Regions from separate parts of the Gasterosteus aculeatus genome. Here region 2 is linked to region 1. The links are chromatin contacts, called in public Hi-C maps. All regions are on one chromosome and are shown on one strand. Each heading gives the region's core, a stretch centred on a gene start, on an enhancer-like site or on the middle of the called end of the contact. The rest is flanking DNA. Distances are from core to core; before and after follow the strand shown.

Region 1 (5,305 bases), core at 1,455-3,954:
CAACCAATGAAGCGTTTGAACGGCAGGATGATCGGAACAATACCCGATTTATCGATGATGGCGTCGATCTCCTCCACTACGTCAAAATAGGCCTCATTGTTGGTGTATTTGACTCCGGTGCGTCGCCACGGCACCACTGACAGCTGGCCTGTGGGGAGCTGTTCGCCAACATTGGTGCTGCCTGAAAAACAGAAGTAGAGCAGATGTAAATAAAATAAGTCCTTTTATACGTAGCCCATTTATATAGTGTCACAAGAGTAAAACTGCAAACATTCTGCGTATGTATTTGATACTGAAAGAGATTTTTGAGAAATGGGCCTTTAAAGAATGCAAAGATGCTACACTGTACAGTTTGCAGGACTCTTTTAATAATCTTCTTGATTGGGTATCAAAAAAATGTAAAAATGGTTATCGCAATGAGACTTCCCCAATTGATTATCCACAATTACAAAGTTATGTTAATGCATAACTTATGTTTATGTCCTAAACTCCAGTAACTTGTCTAATCTGTCCAGCACCTCAATCACACGCACATTATATCTGACACCACTATCTTTATTTGACTTAACGATCAGAGTCTTTAGAAGACTACTGAATGCTTAAGGTGTCCTTTTTTGTTACGGGCCCCGTGGTGAACATGAACCGTACCTGTGATGGTGTTGACCATCGTGCGGAGAATAGTGGGAGGCTTTATGAGCTCTTTTAGGATGTTGGACTCTGTGGCCAGCGGAAAGCCATTGTCCAGCATCTCCTCCAGTAGTTCGTAAACCACCACCACGTTGTCCTTAATGGCGGCCTCTGTACACACTCCGAAATAGTCCTGCGAACAAAAACCACGGTTAGGATACGGGTATTTAAAATCAGATATTAATTATGAAACAACTTTTAACTAGCTAAAGAAATGCACGGCAGCCAGAACCTGGAAGGTGTCGACGACCCTGTGCAGAAACTCGATGACGAAAAGCGGCGGCACCTCACTCTGGATGACCGCCACGAAGTAGATGCGGTGGCGGAGCACGCTGATCAGGTAGTGGTGCGGCGTGGGTATCACCGGGGGGACGTTCTCCGGCTCAGAGGCGCGTTCCTGCGCCTCGAAGAAGTAGTCGCACACGGAGCGGCTGACGACGCTCTTCCAGTGCTTCTCCAGGAAAATGTCCCCGGAGGCGTTGATTAGGAACAGGCTGTGGATCATCGCGGCCGGAGGCGGAGAGGCTGGCGATGGAAAGCAGAGGAGTTCTTTCTGTCCATTTTGAGAGAGCCGGAACCAGTAAGAGGTCACGGGTTTAAACGGTGGTAATGCAGACATTGAATATACAAAACTTGTTATCAAGGAATCGCTTGGAAACATCAACATCAGTCAAAAACACTCACAAAACAAGTCCTGGGAGGAAAAGTACAGGTATTACTGATAACACATTTATATCAGCCCTGTTTCATCAAGTGTCCAGTCAGCCAGCATGCATTTTATCTTTGTGTCATTTACACCTGTGCTTTAGTACTTTAAGATGACAAGTCGTTACCGTATTATACACCCTTCAATAAAGTAGATTTGTATTCAAGCAGCTTTTAAAAACTTTGTTTGTGGAACAAGGCTCCAAAAACAGCTGAAACAAATGCATAACTTTAAATAGTTTTTAAAAATATTTATTATTGAGATTGTTAAATAATATATATATATATATATATATATATATATATATATATATATATATTTTTTTTTTAAAGTGAAAGCAATTCTCCAGTTCATGGGCAACCTGTAAACACAATGTACCTATTGTATATTTCATGTAGTTCATAGTATGTATACTATGTAAACACAATGTACCTATTGTATATTCCATGTAGTTCATAGTATGTGTACTCTGTAAACACAATGTACCTATTGTATATTTCATGTAGTCCATAGTACGTGTACTCTGTAAACACAACGTACCTACCTCATTTTTTATTATTTGTTACGTTACGTATTGCACACTATGTATTCTAATTTACAATCTAACATTTGAAAGGGTTAAAGATCCTGTCATGTCACTGACTAATTTAACTTTTAACTGTTAAATTTAAATGAGTAATTAAAAAACATCTAGATCTTACAATACAAGGGGAAAATAACGTATCCATATTTAACTTGCCACAGACCCAGTTTTCATTGAGCAGCTTCTTCTTCGGGTCGCTGGGAAATATGACACCGGAATATTCATTAAATATGCGACGACGCGATCAACTTCGGACCGGATGAAACTCGGCGCCACAAGAACCAGAATACGTGCCAGCTACACAACATGTATTAACAATATACGACGTCTAAACGCGTAACTAGCTAGCTAGCTAACTCCACTGTAGAGCCGTTTATTTAGGCCTCCGTCGCCATACGAGATGCTACATCAATGCCTCCTCCTGCTCCGCGGTCTCATGACAGAGGAGGAAAAGCCCCGTCACCCGCTACAGGGGATGGAAATACCTTAAAATAACGCAGCTGTTTTGACTGAGAACGCGCCACTTGCCCCCCTGGGGCAACGGGTCAATTGCACATGACTCACCGAAGACAAATATTAACGTTTTCGTCTCACCGTTCACCCTTTTTCCAATTGAAAGATTAAGCTGCCGTCGTCGCTTCCCGTTAGGTGGAACAGCGCTTGGTACAGAGAAGGATACGCTGCAGCGAACCAATCGGAATCCGGGGAGCTCGTGAGATCCCGCCCTCTTAATAGAGTTATAGGTCAATAATACGGAAGCTGGTGCCTTGAGACTTGGCTGTGATTGGTCCGTGGAAGAGAGGGGGGGCTTCGGTAAACACCAGTAAGACTGCCCGCTGATTGGCCTGAAGATGTGGCTGGTCTGACATTTTGTTTCCAGTATCAGATTTCATCTTGAGGAGATAAAACATATGGTTCAAAAACTTCTTCAAAAACTACACAGTAATTAATCGGTCAGGTTAAAATGAATTACTTATTTTGTTATGTACAGAGCCAATCTAATTGTAAATTGGCCCCCTAATCTAGTCATAATTAAATAGCAAGTAAATAGCCAAAATACCTTTGGATATTGATACTAAAGTATTTTATGAATGACACGAAAACACATGTTGAGCATTTTTCTTGTTGAAGACTTTTGTAATTGTTGTACAAGACCAGAGTGTGTTATTTGGACAACACAAAGACACAGTATGTAAATGAAACATGGCACTTTCAAAAAACTGTTGCGTTGTTGAAAATGAGCAACATTCAGTATTTCAAACAAATCATAATCAAACAGTAGTTCCTTATATAGTATATTGAACATATGTAGATAGTATTTACTTACTAATTTACTTCATATTGCAGTTCCACCTTCTTTCCAAGTGCGGCTCACACCTTTAAGACAAAGTCTAAGCACACATGCAAACAATGAGCGTTTGAGAAAACCGCCCCAGAGTGTCAATAAGTCAAATCTTTACTGTAAATATTGGTGAAACTCCCGGGCAAAGACACCAAACTAGGATATCGGAGCTTAGTTTGGCTCACAGCCTCATCCTTCAGAAACGTTCACAACGAAGCTCTTGACGAGTTCCGAGTGCTTTGACTTGCTGTGACAAGACGCAGTTCATCAGGCAAAGGTCACAGGACATTAATACAATTTGGAGATCTTAATCACTCTGACGCGCATGACATAGAAAATGCACAACCAAACATGTCCTTCAGCATATTGTGGCGACCGTAGCGACCTGATAAAACATTTTACATTAAATAGATGTGACAAATGGGACTCGTGTGTTCTGAGCTATTCCTTTGAAATAGAGATCAACTGTTCACAGCGCAGCAAAGTTCAGGGATTCACGTCGATGTATTTAGTTGAAAATGTCAGCGTGCTGGAAGATAAAACTCATTTCCACTCCATTCTTCTTAACTTGCCACGCTCACTTGTCTTTGGGGACATCTAGAGGACACTCAAAGCAATTCCATGTCAAAATGTTCACTATAAATGCTCGCCGACAATGGAGAAAAATGTATGAATTAGTGATGGAATGGAGCTTAGTAAAACCACATTTCTTTAAATATGGAATGCTTTATAGCAGGTAGGGGGCAACATCAAACAAGATGTGGCATCATTCTTTGGAAATTAGACTTAAAATGAAACATTCAATTTTTACTTTGGACAAAAATGTTGATATAGCAGCATTAAAAGACTGAAAAAAATATCAAGTTTGACCAGATGACAAATCTTGGTCCTACATTGAAACGTGTGGAAGTTGAAACGGTGTTGGTTATTTGACACAAGATGCTGTATTTGTGTTTTTGAACTGGTCTAAAATGGAAAGGCTTCTTTAGGAAAAACACGTGCGCACTTCTTCCACCAATAGGGGCTCAGCGGTGTGTGTGTGAGCCAATGATAGTCGGGTTGTTTGCTTGATTGTCAACGCGGTCACTCAAAAGTGATCAAACCACACGCATGCAGCTCTGATGAAACACATGAGCAAAAGTCAGTTTGAAGTTAGAAATACGTTTAAATTTAAAAACATTTGGTTTTGCAGGACTACTTCTACTTCATCATTTGTCCTGTATTTATCGTGAAAAACTCATTTCTTGTACTATAAAATAAATTCTAAAACTAATCAAAAGCTCCATTTGTTTTTTTGGAGTAAATCTGAAAGTAGCGGCCGGAGGTGAAGGCCCTGAAAAAAACCTATTCAGATTAAAGCTTAAAAAGCGCAAGGAAAACATGAATGGCTCAACATAATTTATTTTCATTTTATGTTAAAATGTACAGAGTTCTTTGAAAGTACTTGCTAAGAAAGAAACAAAAAAAAAACAGAATAAATGGAAATACATACAGGGAAAGAGTAGAGAGCCGAGGCCGCTGAGCGCAATCCATCCATCACTGTGTGCCCAGCCGTCCCTCCTCTTTATTCTGCGCTCTCTTAGCATACAACGCAACATGTACAATTACAAAGGATACAAAAAGGGAAGCGATATAAACAGACAGAAATATACTGAGCTCCTTTTTACATGCCTCTTAAATGTAAGGAAGTCTTCCTATACACACACAAGTAAAAAAAGAAAAAGAATGCCAAGTGACCTTTAGATATTTGGAGTCCTTTTTGTTTAAAATAGCATTAATATAACTACACAAAGATAGAAAAACTCTAGAGATGAGATGGAATGGAGAGGTTAAAGGCATCTTAAAGTCACTAAAAGTGAGTGGTAATTTTTTTAAATTTTGAATTTCTTAGTAATCATTACCCAAGAGGCGAGCTAAAAAATATGTATTGTTTTTTTTTTCCTGAAACAGAAGTGAAAAAAATGACAGTACCAATATCAATGTCAGA
Region 2 (5,305 bases), core at 1,588-4,087, 43 kb before region 1:
CCCAAATTTGGAGAGTGTTCATTAAATTAGGTTTTCAGCAGACTTCTAAATGTGGGCCATACGCAGTGAGATGCATCTGTATATCTATGTTTGTGTGCGTGTGAGAAAGACTAAATATACACGTGTCAAGAATAGGAGAGCGGTTGAGTAAAGGAAGTGCGTGACCAGGGAAAGGAAGGGGGCAAAACACAACAGATATTCTTGTATTGTTCAAATATCTTCATCATTAAGTGTACAACTTGCTTAAAGATCATTTCAAGAGCCTATGATACCAAAAATGAAACCCAGGTAACAGTCGTCATACAATATGACTCTATATTTCATCGTTGTTTAAAGGAGCTCAAGTACAATACGGAGAGAATGTTAATAGATTGTAATGAACTGTTTGAGTGCCCGTTGAGTTGCATCGTAACAAAAGACTCCACAAAGTCAGCACCAGAGCAGCTTCTCATACTGCGAAACTGCTTGAATCAAAAGTGTATTTCTCTCGACTCTCGAAGAGCTCAGAAAATATTTGTGGTAATTATTTATCCCTCACATCTTTAGTCTTTTTACACAGTGAATTATTAGGTGTTAGCATCATAGCACCAGCTGACCGATCCCCCCCCGTCTTTAAACGAGCTTGGGAGGAGGCGCTTCTCATGAAGACCTCTCGTGAAGTTGGACATTTTAAGATGTGTCCTCAGCACCCGTTTACGCATTTGTGTGCGTGTGTGATGGGGTCCGTGCGTTATGCTTGAAGAGTAAAATGTGCCGTTACTGTACCAGTTCCGGGCCCAGCACCGGTCAAACCACTGTGAGCCATAATATGTGTATCACACGAGTAATTATTCCAAACCAAACACTCAAAGTTGTGTTCCGAAGGGGCGTCATGATTCTTAAGCCAAGTACATACTTACTATTATGAGTAGATAATCATAGATACATCTAAACAAGCAGGGAGTCTCTTACCTGATAGTCTAACACAACTGACAAAGATCGCTAAAAACATTCCCACCTCTGCCCGGCTTTAAACTTCACTCCTTTGGATCGGGGGCAAATTTGTAAAGGGCAGCTTTAATGGTATTAAGGGAATAGGGTAAATATTCTGGGAAATATAAGATGAGATGAGGCGATGTATACCCCTCTCATTTCCGTAAGTAGCCAGTTAGCTTAGCTCAGCGTGAAGGACTGGAAATAGGGGGCAGTGGTTAGTTTGGCTCTGAGCAAAGTGCTCGAGAAGCACTGCTGATGAATCCGCGCAAAAACCAAACGTTTTAGTCCATGTGCACACACCATCGTGGCAGGGCGCGGTCACTTCCTGCGGTCTCCGCTGGTTGCCTGGTTACGCGGACGGCCTATAGACTCGTAACCAGCGTAACCACCATGAAACCAAAGGTTGACTTGGTGAAGCGTTGGTTTTTGGACCGATGAATAAATGAAATGTACGGTGTTAGTGGGGTTTAGAGGTACTGGTGGGTGGGTTTTGTTGCCTGTTCACAGAGTCGGTCTACTTGCCCCCCCCCCACCCCATTTTGCGTCTTCATGCTAAGCTAAGCCAGCTAGCGGCTCGCTCCAACTTCCATTAAATCTTCTTGGGGAGTACCCTTCACTTATTTTGACTTTTGCCAGTAAGTATGTCAAGCTTGGTTCAATGTTACATTAATGAGCTGATGTATTTCTTAGTAGAAAGTGACAGGTCTCAGTTACATGCTGACAAGGGGTTACAGTACTTACAAAAGAAAAAACAGCAGTGTTACTAAGCACACATTTACACACAACACATTCGGGACCAGGTGTTGTTGAGGGCTGTCAGAGACTTCAAAATACCCCCTTGTCATTTATGGTTTATTTACTATCATCACAAGTTAAATAATCTTACCTAAATATTTTAATATTTACATTTTTATCTCTCTCTTGAGAAAAAAAACAAAACAAAAAAACTAAGCTTCAAGTTGTCAATAGTCGGCTCTTTCTTTTTGTTTAAAATCAAGATTAAAAGTGCTTTTATAAATCTTTTCTTCTCTATGTACAATTTGTATTAGCTATATAAAAAAAGATGAAAAAACAATAACATCAAAGACAATCATTATCATCATCACCATGTAGTAATAAATAAGAGTAGAAAAACCCAAAAGAAAACAGGTTAAAATGAGTGTGGAGATTTAGAGCACACAAAAGGACATAAGCATGATTTCTGCTGATTGTGACCAGTGTCTCTACAGCGCGAGGTAGAGAGCTGGAGACCTTCGGGAGAGGTATCGCGGTCCTACACCAAATGCCCGGGGCCTTGGACCAAACAACCACCGGGCAGCCAGGAGTCTGCCTCTATCCAATATTAGCCGCTCACTTTCATTTCTGACAGACGCCGCGAGGCAACCGTGTCCCCGCTCGAATACCACGAATCAAACAGCCCCACTGTCGACGCCCGATAACAACAAACGAGCGGCTCACAAGACTCTTTCCAGGCCGTCAAATAGTCTCTCTTTGGTTTTTCTCTTACACGCAACCATGTGTTTGAGTCCCTTTCACACACGCAAACCGAGAGATTCATTGACTCTTGCATTTGACGCCAAGTCCCAGGTCTCCACTTCTCCATTTCACTGTTGTCTATCTCTGTGAATAGGCTTACGGGCGATGCACTGAACTTACTGTGCTTTCTCTGCCCCGTACAGAGCGCCGTGTGAGACAAAACCCACATTTCCATAATAATTTGCAAAAAGCACCTTAAAATGAAACCGGTTGTGAGGCCCAGCGTCAGATCTGCCGCCGCGGGGCGGCTCCTTTGATTGACTGGCTCTGTGGAGACGGGGCGCCCGCAGAAGGACGCGTCTCTCTCCCTCTCTCTGCTCTAAGATGACAGCACCATGCAGAGGAAGGAGGGGGCCCTTCACAGTATATCAAGTGTAGCAGGAGAGCACCGGAGAGTGTGTGTGCGTGTGTGTCTACGTGAGGGTGTGTGTGTGTACTAGCACCAAAAGCACCGCTGTCCCAAACACCATTTCCCTCTGCACAACCCCAGGACGGGCTTCCAAAAGAGCACCCGCTCACATCCGCGCCGTGAGATCCACTACATCACAACGCCCATCCGCGGTCCGCTAACGGGCCTGAGATCCCCCTCTGCTGGCAGCGGCTTGTTGAAGTAGCGAGGAGAGGCTGCTGGTTGCCGGATGGAGCTCACGCGCTACACGGTTTGTTTGTACACACCACTTTGAAGCGGCAGCCACTGCTGCCCTCTAGAGTTTACACTGCGAGGTGCTCCCGCATACTTGAATGTAATAGGAAGATAAAGTGTGCCACCTGTTACCCATCTACGTGCCAGTTGCCGAACTGGGTGGAACGGCATTTGCAAATAGCGTCACTTATTTTTGTCCCCCAGCGGAGTGCCAGATATGTACAGTTTACAGGAGCACGTGACAGGATTTGTGAAGCAAATCTCTCGTCGCCGATGTCTTAAAGCAATAGAGCTCCTCATTCTGACACTCCACCTCGGGCAAAACAAATTCACTTGCTGATAATAGTCGAGCCGGGTTAGAGAGCACCTAAGTTCAGCATCAAGTGCCATGGAGAGTAGCGGAATGAAAATCAAACACAGCTGGAAGTTGAGCACCAGTCTGAAGGGGTACGGAGGAGGAGGAGCACGTCATCCGACGGCAACAGAGGCAGCTAAATCTTATCCAAATGTGTTTTAAGGGGCAACTGGAATTTTTTTGCCGGAAGGCTGAAGTTCACATTTTCCCAGGTAACGGGGAAATGTGAACGGATGCAAATACAAAGATACAGTATATGCAAATTCCATGCTATAGAAAATATAAAAATGGCTGTTGGAAGGCTTCGCTACAGTGATACTGTATTTTGTGTATAAGAAAGCAGGGCTGTTGGTCAACGTATTCGTGATCAGGAATAGTAATAAAACTAGAAAATAGAGCCCCAGGTTGACAATAATTGGAATTAACTTTTACAGAGGGCTTCTTGCCATAAAATCAAAGATACACATCTGTACATCTTTAAATAGAGATTGATATCTGAGACAAGCCCACTGAAAAACCCTTTTTTCAGATGCGTACATATGATTTCCATAATGTTGATTTGCTGTCTTACAAGGCCGATAATGGCTCCTCCTCTAAGTACAGCTGGAAGATTGACAACAACAAACAAATCAGAAACAAAAAAGGGTACACGTTTTCCAAACATGGAAAAGCAATTGTCTAAGTCTGACAGACTGATTGATTTAAAAAAAATATATATAACCAAAAACAATCACATCATTAATAATAACATTAATGAAAACAGCAATAATAAAAAACAAACAAGTCTTCATTATAATAATACCTGTAATAACAACATTGACAGTAACAATAGCAATCATAATAATAGCGCTAATAATAGCAATAATTAGAATCATTAAAATTCTATGAACAAGAAAAAGCAATGGAGATCCTCTACAGGGAAGAGAGAGGAAGAGCACCACAGGCAGTGTGTCTGAAGCCCAAACACCTGCCTGACATGAGGTAAAAAACAATAAAAATGTCCCCCCCCCCTCTATTGGACTGGAGGGGGCCAGGATGGAGAGACCAGACTGTGGGACGGCTGAGAGACATTCGCCCTGCTCTCTCCGCTGCACCGCTCTGTAGCCGTCAGTCTTTCTGTATCCGCGTGACCTCAGACAAAGTGGCTGTAGGGCCCAGTGAGGCGGGTGAAGGCATAGGGAGACGCAGTCACCGTGGTGGAGGTGTGCAGCGTGGGTGCTAACCGCGTCACTGGCCCCTCCCTCTTGTCTTTAGATTGTCCCGGTCCTGGACTGGCACCTGCCGCCGTAGCCCCCCACTTGCGTTTCTTCCCGAGGGCCTTGATCTCCTCCTGGGAGAGGCCAAGGAGAGCTGCTTCCTGCTGCCTCTCCAGTGCTCGCTCCGCCAGCAGCTTCATTTTAGCTTCCCAGACAGCCAGGCCGTGCATGGGCTGGTTGAGGTTCTTGTGCTGGTAGAAGACCAAGGAGATGCGGGTGGGGTGGGAGCGATCAGGCTTTCTGAGCGGAGTGGTAGCATGTAGTTCCCGACGGGCACATTCAATCAGGATGGACCCGTGGGCTGGTGCTACGGCTACACCACCAATGTTGGGATCCAGGAAGTTGTGCTCGCTGTCGGACCACTCCTCTTCGTCGTACTCCTCGCGGCCTTTGGTGCTCTCAACGTCACTCTCGGCTCGGTTGGGAGTCCAGCAGGCCTGATCTGACTGCTGCAGGGCATCAGGGAACAGGCGACCCTCGGGCGTAGGAGACGGGGAAATGCCCGCCATTGAACCTCCACCGGACTTCCAGGCCTTCTCT

What was found. Hi-C and Micro-C count contacts between places; a contact is called where the count stands out from the background.
Region 2: a contact with region 1 is called in a Hi-C map of liver, with 6 times the contacts expected there. The contact joins the enhancer-like site here to the promoter of ap3m2 in region 1. A contact is called at or near these places in 6 of 6 Hi-C or Micro-C datasets (blood and trunk muscle, liver, skeletal muscle and 2 more).

Annotation. Positions count from the first base shown.
Region 1 is chr13:17,851,964-17,857,268 of fGasAcu3.hap1.1, reverse strand. It overlaps ap3m2 (adaptor related protein complex 3 subunit mu 2), which reads right to left and starts at 2,704. Exons shown (of 9, transcript XM_040196032.2): 1 at 2,571-2,704; 2 at 920-1,212; 3 at 649-820; 4 at 44-181. The coding sequence starts at 1,192. It overlaps kat6a (K(lysine) acetyltransferase 6A), which reads right to left. Exons shown (of 17, transcript XM_078087220.1): 17 at 4,702-5,305.
Region 2 is chr13:17,895,518-17,900,822 of fGasAcu3.hap1.1, reverse strand. tet3 (tet methylcytosine dioxygenase 3) reads right to left here. Exons shown (of 12, transcript XM_040194851.2): 12 at 1-5,305. The coding sequence ends at 4,642. Among protein-coding and RNA genes, the nearest start is that of LOC120830298, 19 kb to the right of the region's middle. Within about 2 kb of position 2,837, at least 1 of the 9 cell types and tissues checked has open chromatin away from gene starts, as enhancers often do. A contact at or near this core is called in liver, where this site is marked.